2 separate regions of the Hordeum vulgare genome follow, and region 2 is linked to region 1. A link is a contact called in public HiChIP or PLAC-seq data. All regions are on one chromosome and are shown on one strand. The core of a region is the stretch at or near the end of the contact, and the rest is flanking DNA. Distances in the headings are between cores, read along the strand shown. Region 1 holds the start of LOC123401805 (multiple organellar RNA editing factor 3, mitochondrial-like). Region 2 holds the start of LOC123403205.

Region 1 (6,733 bases), core at 3,444-5,943:
CTCTAATTGATGGCACCTAGATAACTAGGAAACATGATTCTGAGGATATAAGCTAATCGGAAATAAACACACGGGAAAAGCACAACCTTAAGGATTGCATAAGTAACATAGGGTACTGTTCCTGTGAGCAATTGTTATGGTTAACGTGTGACAAGCCAATGCAAACAGCACAGCCCATACAGCTATTGGTAATCTGGAAACACATATTATATTCATAGGGAAAAAGTTACAATAATAGGAAAAGAGACGTATTAATTAGAAAGTTGGAGATCAAATGTGTTAGTTAAGTTGTAAATTATACTTCTTGGATCAGCATGGACCCCGTGATCAATCAAAGAGTGAAATAAAAGAAGTTCCTTAAGCCTCTCGTCAAATCAGAGACTTGCCTTACCACCCAATTGACAAGTTAACCCGTTTTGAACCAACAACAATAAAACTAATGGTGATTGCTTCAGACAGAATGCAAGGAGGTGAAGATGAGGGTTTGCATGCTGTGTTTCTTCTATCCAACAATTAATTTGCTTTATCTCTCATTCTCTCTTCAATGTGATGAGTTGTACTTCGTCTACCATTTAAGGGTTTCACCAAATCCAAGCAAAGCGAAGGCACATGGCATCAACCCCATGATATCCTCAGCTATGGGACAGGAAATGAAAACATGATTTTGTTAGGAAAGCAACTTCTCTGTATTGAAGGCCCAAGGGGCATATATATATTACACATGACTTGAGGTGCAAGGAAAGTAAACATAGACTAATAAGGACTCCTAGACTAATACTAATAGACTAATAAGGACTCCTAGACTAATACTAATAGACTAATAAGGACTCCTAGACTAATACTAATACTTCCTAACACCCTCCCTCAAATGCAAAGCGTATGCAATAGCATTGCATTTGAAGAAGTGTAATACTAAAAAAATGATAATCCAAATCCGCATCTTGAGAGTGTCGTCGTAGCATGAAGAGTCTTCAAAACTTGTCGAGTCACCGAAGGAGATAACGAAGAGATGGCACATCAGAGGTAGACACCGCATCACTTGAAGATACAACATAAGTATCAAGAGAAGATGGGTTGTCAAAAGAAGATGGCACATCAAGAGAATAAAGCATTGCGCAGAAAATCATAGTCCACGACAACCGTCGGTGAAAGCTCGGCGGATAAGGCACGATGGACGTAGATCGACAATGCAAAAGAATTCCAGAAAATCCTATAGAAAACAACAAGGGCAAGTAGGCCACAAAAGTTGCACAGAAAGGATCAGGACCTGAGAAAGGCTGACGAACTAAGGTATGGTGGACTCGCATGGCATGAGAAAACACAAAATATCAACGGATTTGGTGGACGCAGCGGAAAACCCAAAAAAAACTAGAATAAGGATGATGGCAGTGGAAGTAGCTACGAGAAAGAGCTAACACACGAAGCAGCAAGCATGTAGGCAAGCAACACATGATAGCAGCAGGAGAGTTGCACGGATGAGCGGCAGCCCAAACAGCAAAACAGCAGCACGCAGACAAGCATGCAGCAGCCAGCGTAGCGGAAGATAGCAACAGGTACGCACACGAAAGCAAAGCAGCACACGTCGTGCCAAGGTAGCACGCAGCAGCAACGTGCGGAGCAGAGGCAGCGGCGGCCAAGAGGAGCACCACGTAGTAGCAGGAGTAGCACCACGTAGCAGCAGGAACTGCTGCCCATGCCGAAGGCAGATGCATGAGCAGTCACGCGCCCACGCGGCTGTAACGCGTCGGGCAGATCACGGTGATGGTGAGCATCCTGGAGAATCAGAATCCGGCGAGATCCGGATCCAATCGTGATCGGGACAATCCTGGTCCAGCGGTAGGAGATGGGGAGTCCAGGAGCAGGGTCACCGTCCGGCGGCGCGACCTGGAGCAGCGGGAGATGAGGCGGCGAAACCTGGAGCGGCGGGAGATGGGGCGGTGCGACCTGGAGTGGAGGCGGCGCGACCTGGAGCGGCTGGATCCAGGAGAGAGCGGGCCTGCGGCGGGATCCTAAAGACCGATGGCAAGGACTGCAGCGGGATCCGACGGGAGCAGGAAGAAGAAGCCTCTCGCCTCCCTCCGCAAGATCTGGAGCCAACCTTGACTGGGGCGGCCCAATCTCCTGACCTGGAGAGAGCGTTGACCAGGAAGGACCTGGGCAGGGCGCGTGAAGGGGGAGGGAGAGCAGCGCGAGACGGCCAAAGGACGATGGCGGCATCGCAAGGGGAGGGACGTCCGGCCAAGAGGAGGTTGGTGGCGGCGCGAGATTGAATCTGCACGAGTTGTGCGTGCTAAAAAATTAACCTAAGCTCTAATACCATGTTAGGAAAGCAACTTCTCTGTATTGAAGGCCCAAGGGGCGTATATATATTACACATGACTTGAGGTGCAAGGAAAGTAAACATAGACAAATAAGGACTCCTAGACTAATACTAATAGACTAATAAGGACTCCTAGACTAATATTAATACTTCCTAACAGATTTAAGGAAGAAGAAAGCCTGGGCAGACATTGTGATGTGCCTAATCTTCACTAATAATACCTGTTCGTATTTTTAGCCAACGTAAGGAAGAATGGTCATTTCAGGTGGCTTAAAGTGAAGAGATACTGTGAAATAAAATTAGAAGAATAATGAAAAAAGTGCACTGTGCACCTCCTCAAGTAAAAGGGTAAGAAAAACTATAGCAGAGTCGACGTATCGGCCCGATCGTCATAATAACCGCCAATATGGCAATTCTGGCCCAAAAGGCTACTCTAGCAGAGTGCCGAGTCACCATAATTTTTAGAGGGCGCTCCATATAGGCCAACGAGCCTCCATACTTGGAAATTGTGGGCGTTGGTTCGAAGGGCGCTCCATCGCCAACCGCTTGCGCGGAAGGGAAGTTTCACCGCCATCCTCGTCCTCCCACACGGCCCATCTCCTTTCACCCATGGCAACGGGAAGCGTGACAATTAATGGCGGTTGTCGTGTGCCAACTGCCTATGGACACTCCCACCGCATTTTCTCGCTGCCCGCCGCCCACGGCTATAAAAAGGTCGTCCCATGGCCGGATAGCTCACAACCTCCACTTCCAACACCGCTGCCTGTAGCCACTTTCTTTCTCCTTGCACCATGCCGCTTCCCCGGGTGAAACTATGCCGCTTCCCTGGGTGAAACTGGGTCTCGCTCTCGGAGGAGGAGTGGATCTTTGATGAGGAGGAAGCGTCGGAGAAGGCTGACCTCATCGCCGAGGAGCAGGAGTGGCATTGCTGCAAGGCGATGGAGGAGGCCATGGAGCAGGATGCCGCGTTGTAGGATCCCGCGCAGGAGGAGTGGTCGGACTGAAATCCCAAAACACATTGCGTTGTTTGGGATATCCAACACGACTAAGTGCAAATCCCATATGAGCACGCGAGGGCTCGCCCACGCAGCTCATACCGGGCACCACGTGCTCCCTGCCGCCTCTCTGTTAAGGAGGCACTGGATGAGCGCTACGCCGCCCACGCCTCAGCCATCCGCCCCGGAGAAATCTTCAAGCATACCGGCGTTGGGAAGGCGTTGCGGGCGAAGAGAGACCGTGCCATCCGGCTCCATTACAAGGATCAACAAATGGACTCGGCGGCTGAGAGGGAGCGCATCAGATGGCACACAATCGATATGAACATGGTGTCATTCATCGAGACAAGCCGCACCACATTGGGGCTTGCCCGTCTTGAAAAATCTGTCTCCGACCTTGACTACCGCCGGCAGGAATGGGACGAAGACGTGGTCGCTGGACCGTCACACCGTCGTGCGTAGAGGACCAGTCGACTCGTCACATATGCATGTGTGCTTGCACTGCATTCACCATAGTCGCGGTGGGGAGCAACTAGTGCTTCTCCAAGACATAGTAAATAAATGTCGCCAATCAACTTTTCTACTTCTACTTAACCACTTTGTAATGCAATGTTATCACAAATTAGTGTTTTAGTACCTCAAATTGAGTGTGTGGATTTTTGAGTTGATGCAACAAAAGAACAGAAAAGAAAAGATATGAAGGCCGCATTATGGCAACTCTGTGTTTGCGCACAGCGGTCGCTGGCACGGCCTCCATATCCCATACATGACCGGGGATATAGCTGACTCTACTAAAGTTTCTCTAATACTGATTGGGACTATGAATGATCCGCCCTAGTCGTAAAAGAACGGATATGCCTGAAGATGAAATCACACCAAGCAGCAAGGACAAGGCCGGTGTTCCCGGACATACAGAATGCTTTCGAAGAATCTAAATAAACGCAGACTGATGAATAGCAGAACCAGAGAAGTGCGCATACCTTCCGAGCACGGCGGTGAGGGTCTTGACGTAGGCGGCCACCATATCTTCCTCGGAGGGCTTTGGGTCGGCGGGGAACTCCATGACTATGAGCCAGTGCTCGTAGTCGCAGCCATCCAGCAGGATGGTCTCCTTGGGCGGCCGGTTGCTCCAGTTCGGGGACGGGTCGTTAAGCGGAGAATGGCCGGGCCTTCCCGGCAACGCCGTCTTCGCCCCTCGCGACGGCGGCGCCCACGGAGAGGGGTGGGCGGAGGACGCGGAGGCAGCGGCGCCGGCGAGGAGGAGGAAGCGACGGGGTATCGCACGGGGGGAGAGGAGGAGCGCCGAGAGCCTGCGGCGTGTAACAGCTACAGCCGCCATGGTTGGGGAATTTGGGAAGGTCGGAATAGGAGGGTTTGCACTATTTTTTTTAGGGGCTTGCACTTGCCGGCGCAGGCTATGCTGGTGCGCGAGACCGATGTGTCTGGGCTCAGGCCCAGAGTCCCTAGCCGTGTTTAGTTCGGGCCCAGAGGCAACTCCAGAGTTGTGAATTTGCCCTCCGTCTCAAAATTCCTTGTCTTAGATTTGTATATATATATAAATGTATCTAGTCAAGTTTTAATATTTAGATACATCAATTTCTCAACAAACCTAAAACAAGAATTTTAAGACGGAGTGAGTATTTGTCAATGAGTACCGCGCAAGCAGTGATAAGACACACAGACTAGCTAGATTGTCATTACACTCTGTAAGATCGCTAGATGTGGTTTAATGATCCATGGATCACCTATGTATCCCAGTAAACTTATTTGATAAGTAAAGTGTGGTGTTCTTTTAAAAAGGGTCTGGGCTTAATCCACGTAGATTGGCCGAGGTCGTGGCCTCCTAATCCATGTGGGCCAACCTAGCAGGGATTGTTACACGTGAAATAAATTTTGAATGTTTGGTTTAAATTTAGGGGGCTACTATGTCTCGCATGACACAAGACCTAGGATAAGCTCACTATATCGAGCGCGAGACTAGACCGCCCAGCTCGCGGGTGGCAACATCTTGTTTTTATTTTCATGTTTTTTTGCTGTTGTTTGCTTTTCTTTCATAATTTTTCTTATACTTCCAAATATCTCAAAATGTATATAACAAAAAAAATTACATTTGTTTTGAAAAAAATGAAAACAAAGCATTTGTAAAATGTTAATTGCGTGGATAAAAGTGTTTCTAATGTATACTAAAAATATATACAAAAAATACATTGTGTGAATTTTTTTGTCCTGGATTTAAAATAATATTAATCAAGCATTTAAAAAAAACTAATCATCTCTCTAAAAAATTTAAATGTGTACAAAAAATATTCCTGTGTATACAAAAAATATAGAACATGTATTAAAAATTAAACGTAAAACATAATTTTACAAAGTGTTGATCGTGTATAAGAAAAATGTTAATCATATATTGCAAAAACTTTATCCGTGTATAGAAAAATGTTCCTGGTATATACAAAAAATGTACAATATGTCTGAAAATGTAGTCACCAAAGACAAAAAAAATGAAAATATTAATAATCATGTAGTATTTCTAGAAAATTAAATGTGTACAAAAAGATATATTTCGAATTTGTATGAAAAATGTAGAATATGTATTTAAAAAGTTTAATGTAAAAGGCATTTAAAAAAAATCTTGATTGTGTATTAAAAATGTTACTCATATATTTAAAAAAGGTTAAACATGTTTATTATTTTTTCTTATACTCTCTCCATTCCTAAATAGGGACCACATACGGAGCAAAATATACTCTAAAGTATGTCTATTTACATCCGTATGTAGTCTCCTAGTGAAACTTTTTAAAAGACTTATATTTAAGAATGGAGGAAGTATATACCACAAATGTACAATGTGTATGAAAATAATAATCATCAAATATATTTTTAATGTTAATTATGTATTTGAAAATGTTAAATGTGTATGAATATTTCCAATGTGTACATAAAATTTTAAAATGTGTATAAAAATGTAGACATGTGTTCAAGGAAAAATAAAGGAAACAAAGAAAAGTGATAGAAAATCAAGGAATGAAAGACCCTAAGAAAACCATGAAAACCCATGAGAAAACAAGGAGCAACAAAACAAAACGGATGAAAATTAAGAAAGAAACAAAAAACCAGAGATATGTAAAGAAAATAGAAAAAGAAAAGATAGTCCAAAAAACATGGAGAAAAGAACAAAGACCCCACAGAAAAATAAAAAAATATGAATGTTTGTGTTTGTATTGTGTTAAAAAGAATAAAAATTGCATCTCGATGTTCTTATTTTTTTTCTCCGAATAAGATGTACCCAGCCTGCGGCCCAGACCCTGGTCGAACCGAACCAAGTAGAACGGGCCGTGCGTGCCTTGCCGTCACTCACTTCCTCGTCTCCTCCCCACCCGACCCGGCGGGCGGCGGCGACCCCCATCCATTCCGCCGA
Region 2 (5,979 bases), core at 592-3,091, 420 kb after region 1:
ACGACAAATACTTAACATGACAAATAGTGAGAATTAGTTCACACAACAAACCTGATGTGTTCTATCGGTGAGCAACAATCTCATTTTGCTTGTTCATGTAGTATTGTTGTTGTGCCCCACTCATAACACTAGTGTCTATGGACATGATCTTCTCTTCTAACTCAAACTGTTTCCGTTCCATCTCTCTCTCCTCGTTTTCCATCTACTTCTCCTGCATTGTAATTTGCTTATCTTGCAATTCAAATGCTCGCTCATAACGAGCATTCTTCGCGGCATCTTTCACCTCGCCCTTCTCTAGCTTTTGTGCCCACACAATTTCTAATGATAACTTGAGAGCAAGAGCATCGGAAGCAGAAGCTTTAACTTTTCATAAACGTTCTTTATCTCGCTTATTACCATCACGCCTTATCTCTGTATCAAGAGCATTAGTACATCCGAAGTCTTCATCATTAGATGTTGTACGTGGACTTGCATCAGAATTCTTCTTCTGCTTTTTTCGAGGCCCCTTAGAAACCACATGATTCTCCCACTTTGGGTGCTTTTGCAATTCTAACCAGCAATGCATTAATGCAAATGGCCTATTTTTAGGATCTTTGGACTTGTACAAAACAAGTGCCTTGACTGGCTGCACAAATAAACACCTATTACTCTCACACAACATATAAAAGTTTAGAATTGAACTAAAAGGATGGATGTGTACTTGCTGAGCAATAGTCACCCCACTTTGGTTTCTATTAAGTATTTGTTGATAGTATCCACATAACTTGTTGACTTGTTCATTAATAGTGCTCCAACGATAATTGAGTACATTTCGAACACGCACCGGCCATGACACTTTCTTGCATGTGCTATAGTAATCATAGATACTACCCCAATAAGGATTTGTAGATTGATGTGTCCCTATCACAACATCCAAAGTTGTGTGCAGCCATGGTGCCACCAATAGTTTATCCTCTTTAGTAGACCAATTCGGTCTTTTAGTGAATTTTGCTTTGACATATGCATATGTTTTTTTTGAATTGACGGCATCCCTTGCCCCCCCAAGTGGACTACCTCGCACTTGTGATGATACACCAAAGTTCAACATTAAACACATTAAGCATCGCGAGAGTGGCAGCCAACCAGCTATGCCACGTGGCGTATGCTGGTTGACCGCGATGAGAATGCTTTTGAAATATTTTTTAGATATAGGTGAGGATTTTTAAATATTTTTTAAATGATGGTAAGAAACTCATGTTTTTTTAAACACATTAAGCATCGTGAGATTGACAGGCAACCAACTATGCCATATGGCGTAAGCTGGTTGGGCACGATGAGAATGCTTTTGAAATATTTTTTAGATATAGGTGAGGATTTTTTAAATGTTTTTATAGATCATGGTCAGAAACACGCGTTTTTTTAAATGGAGGGTTATGCAAGGTGACGCTCGTCGGTTGTGCTTCGTCGTCTCCAGAGCAAGTGAGTTGGCGGAAGAAAGAGCGACAGAGCAAGTGAGTTGGCAGAAGAAAGAGCGACAGAGTTGGCGGGAGGGAGGAATCATGGCTTCGGTTATGCTTTGGATGACGCCTTCACGTTATCCAAGCATGGACATGGTCAAGGCTAATTTGAAGAATGTGTATTGTTACACATCAGGTTAAATGAGTTACTGAACGACGGTTTTTGAACGTGGTCGTTCAAAACGTATATATAAATTTGTTTAGACGTGCTGTTGAAGATGCTCTTATACGACCATGCTCTAGGGGAGGATATTATATTGTAGGGATGCCCATGGATAAAAAAAATTGCTACAACCACAAAGCTAGAAAATCAAACTATTATGGAAGGCGTGGGCGGGTGCCGTGGGATGCCCCGGTAGGACAGGTGGCGACAGATCGGAGAGGGTATGCGGGGGAGGAGTTTTGCAGCCGGTCTCCACCTCTTTCTGCTTCCCTGAAGCTGCCGCCGCCGCCGCCGCCGCCGCGCCGTCCTCTGCTGCCGCTTCCCTGCCATCTGCTTCCCCGCCGCCGCTGCCTCACCCATCCCTTCTCTTACCCTCCTCATCCGGTCTCTGCTGCTGGCGGCTCCCTGTCTCGCTTCCCCGCGGCCGCCGCGGGCGACTTCGACCTTGGGCAGCGGCGACGGAAGGAAGGACCCAGATGTTTTCTTCGCAGGAAGGTTCACAGGAAGGTGATTTCATCTCACCGTCATTCTTCTGAAGCCACTATAGTGCCTAGTCTGCAAAAACCTGAAACTCATTTCATTACTGTAAATGTCATGGGGCTTCTAGAATAATAATCTGCATACAAAGCACTTCCTAGCGACAGCGTCCGTCCATAGTTGCTATGCTTGTGTTTCTCATGCTGAATGAATTGATGATGCATCCAAGTTGAGCTGTATGCATCTCTGTTGACATCATCTTGTTTTATAATACTTGGTTTCCACACTTCGAAGTGACACCATCCATACACCAATTTGTCTCTTGTTATGTTATACGTACATCTGAATATATTGTTCTGTGTGGTTTACCCAGAGGACACGGCCGACTTCTCTTTCAAGGATGGTAACAGGCTGTGCTCTCTTTTTCTGCGGCAGCAAGGTCTGATCAAGAAGAAGCGAAGGTCCGTGCAGTGCTTGCTCTGCTCTTCTATATGCATGCCCCTGCCCCCTCTTAACAGCACCTTACATATTTGTTTTATTCATCTATCTATGCATGAAGATGGCTGGCCTCGCTGAATCCTGAATTAGGTGTCCCCTTCAAACTTAAGCGACCAAAGTTTCTGAAAGTTGTGTAAGTATTCTACTACCTGTGACAGTTATTTCCTTGTCTAAACTAGATGCGGCGCGTTATTACAACTCACAGAGCTGCACATTTCTCATTTGAAACAATATCCACTGATTTAGTGAGTTACCTCCATGCATGGCTCCATCTTTTCAAGAGTTTGTGTCAAAAGCTTTGATAGAGCAAAACTCAATCTTCATGTATGCACAAAAATGACCCATAGTCTGACCCATATTGCTCATCTGAAAACAGCATCCACTGATTTAGTGAGTTACCTCAGCTCCATGTGATCTTGGGTTGTAAAATATGGCAAACCTACCAGATTTCCAATTATCGTGTTTCTCTACTTATAAGGTTACTTTAGCCATATCAATCTTCTAGTAACCCCCCATAAAATCTCTGTTGTACAGCTACTTGGCTGAATCGGATGTCAGGACCGATGAAGTAAGTTGTCCATACTTTAACAGAACCTACAGCTTACGGTTTTCAGTTTCAGTTTTTTACTCCCCTCATTGATGTTGCTTGCGTAGCTACTTATTTATCCGTTAGGTTTATATATGAATAAATGGCAGACAATTATATTTCTAGTACAATAATAAGAGAACATTTAGCAGTTTTAACATGCTGTGTGATCAAATATGTTGCTTCAAATAACTACACTTGTGGAAGGATATACAACATGGCTTTGATGGGATTAGGGCTCATTGTTATTGCTCGATCAATATTCCATACTTGCTGGCTCTATCAATTTCATAGTAATCACTTCTTTTTGGCGAATAATTTCATAGTAATCATTTGATTTGATCCTTGAGAGTACTCTTCTGTAAGATAACCTATGCAGTATTTTGTATATTACATACAACACATCTCTTGTTACTATGTCGCAGTTTATACTATTTTACTTTTGAAATGCATTGTTTTATTACTATCTCATGGTTTTCCTGCCTTCTTTATTACGGAGGTCTCTTATAGACTATTTTACCCTCTTTTTTGTTGCTTTAGTTAACATCCATGTAGCATAAACATGACAGTAACTGGGCATCTTATCGAGAAATGTTTATTCCAGGTGTCCAGCGAGAGGGTAAGATTTAATGTCGAAGAAAGTTTTGGTTTGCAAAGGAAGTGTTACATTCATCATGAAGTTCTGGATGGTCTCGAGCTTTTTAAGTTGCAAAAACAGAAGGATGGCTCTCTCTGTCCAGAAAGCTGGAAGATCATGCACTGTACAATCAGCAAATTAAGCAATGAAGCACTTGAGTCAGTGGCTAATATTGTTGCCCACAATGGGATTAATTTCAGGAAGATTAGGCCTACAATGATTAAAATAGTGAAGGACCACCTTCCAAAATACTTGGCTGAGTTGGACAGTGAAACTGGTATGCGATTATCTGAAATTTTAACAAATCCATGTAGCTACCGTTCTAATTCTCTCCGTCTTAGAACACCTGTTTCACCAATGCTTCTGTCATCTATTGATCAAGCTTTAGCTGGGCTGGATGAAATTCCCCAACAAGCTGCTATTGCAATCAATAGAAAGCTCACAGGAAAATCATGCCCCCCAGAATTTCTGCATGTAGCTCGAACTTCCAGCAGAAGCCATCTTATTAATTTGATAAGGAAAAGGTGTGGAAATATGATAGCAAAGCTGCAGGAAGGCAAGGATCTTCCAAAGAACTTTGCAAAAGCATTGTCAGTGATGAACCTACATCGGAAACTAACACTAAGGAGCATCGATATTTCACAGTCAGAGTTCTTTCCCTTTCCACGTGCGACTATATCATTGCAGCAAGATATCCTGAATGCTCTATGGTCACTTCCAAACGTCGATACTGATGACATGAAGTTGCTGCGGCGCATTACGGGTCAAGGTTCTGAAGTTAAGATGGCATCATTCAAAGCAGCTGTGAGGAGGTACTTGACAGAATGCTTGTTTGAGTGCGATGATGGTAATTTACCGGATTTGGCAGTACGCGCCATTGGTTTCTTAGCTCGATTGTCTCCTAAATGTCAACAGGCTATTCTCACAGAAGAGAGAAAGGAAGTGGAAGTAGACGCTGTCTTGGATTTAAGCAGTTGCCTCAGATCTTTGGCACGTGGTGCCACTGAAGAAAACTCGAGCGATGACGAAGTTAGCTTAGAGAGTGACAGGTGCAGTGAAGATAATGATTTTGTACTCGCCTCAAATAACTACTTTGATGTTCGTTCTCAGCAGCACATGGATGAGGGCTGCTCTTCAAATTTCATGATCAATAGCAATGAAGATTCTGAGTACACTGATGGTGCTGGACATGATGGAGACAGTGAAGCTGCTGGCAGTATGAAGGATCCTAGTTTGGAGAAGGACAATGTGGAGATGACTAGATACTCTGAAGAAGATCTCTCTGCATTATGTGATGACACTGCAAGTATCGCACACGAGCTTATTGGGCACATTCTTAAAAACATGTTGACTGAAGACGAGGTGGTTGATGAACTCACCGGATGTTATCTTGGAGGCAGTTCTAATTCTCAAGATCCTAAAGGTACATTGTGAACCACCAGTAAACTTTTCTATTTGTTTTTTTTTCTCTTTTCAGTTTCCAATCCCCATGTAGGGTAATGATTTTTCTTTGCCATAGATCCTGAAGCGAAGAACCAAAAAGACGACATTGTAATGAATGCTGTCCAGAGTCTCTTACCTAATCTGCCGAAAAGGTACCTTTTTCATTATCTCCCTCACTCCCTCTGTTGTGCACGTAAATGGTCTGATAATATGTTATAATGTGTGCAGCTCCATCGACAAAGTTAGGAGCATACTGGATGGTGCTGAGCAGTGAGGATGGTCAATACACATTTTTAGGTGTCAGCCCTTGCACGGTGCTGCGAATTGGGATATTGAATGGGATGGACAATTTTACCTTACAATGTGGGATGGGATGGGCATGTTTTGTTTTGCTGGGGGAAGTCTGCATGCGGTGGACATCTTTTATGCCATATCACTGGAAAGCTAGCACATGTGCTTACATGAACCCTGTGATTAGCTTTTTTTGTGCACTCTGACATGGTTAAGACTGGTGATTTTGGAAATATACTAGCCTGTTGCAAGACTGGTGGTGTTTTCATTTTGCACTATTCCAAAAACTGGCACATATTTAAATCACATTGTTGTGTGATCCACCAGCAGTTTGTTGTCATTCTCCTTTCTGCTTTCATGAACTATACTTTCAATAATTGTTTCCAGG

Evidence for each region. HiChIP or PLAC-seq counts read pairs in DNA pulled down with a chosen protein or histone mark.
Region 2: a contact with region 1 is called in an H3K4me3 HiChIP or PLAC-seq map of embryo, with 6 times the contacts expected there. The contact joins the promoter of LOC123403205 here to the promoter of LOC123401805 in region 1. A contact is called at or near these places in 1 of 6 Hi-C or Micro-C datasets (leaf) and 1 of 1 datasets of contacts at active chromatin or transcription factors (embryo).

Annotation. Positions count from the first base shown.
Region 1 is chr6H:513,233,523-513,240,255 of MorexV3_pseudomolecules_assembly, forward strand. LOC123401805 (multiple organellar RNA editing factor 3, mitochondrial-like) reads right to left here and starts at 4,694. Exons shown (of 4, transcript XM_045095655.1): 1 at 4,296-4,694. The coding sequence starts at 4,654. It also overlaps the pseudogene LOC123401806.
Region 2 is chr6H:513,659,390-513,665,368 of MorexV3_pseudomolecules_assembly, forward strand. It overlaps LOC123403205, which reads left to right and starts at 1,842. Exons shown (of 7, transcript XM_045097154.1): 1 at 1,842-2,166; 2 at 2,510-2,597; 3 at 2,696-2,767; 4 at 3,169-3,202; 5 at 3,825-5,280; 6 at 5,377-5,452; 7 at 5,529-5,844. The coding sequence starts at 2,136. The coding sequence ends at 5,574.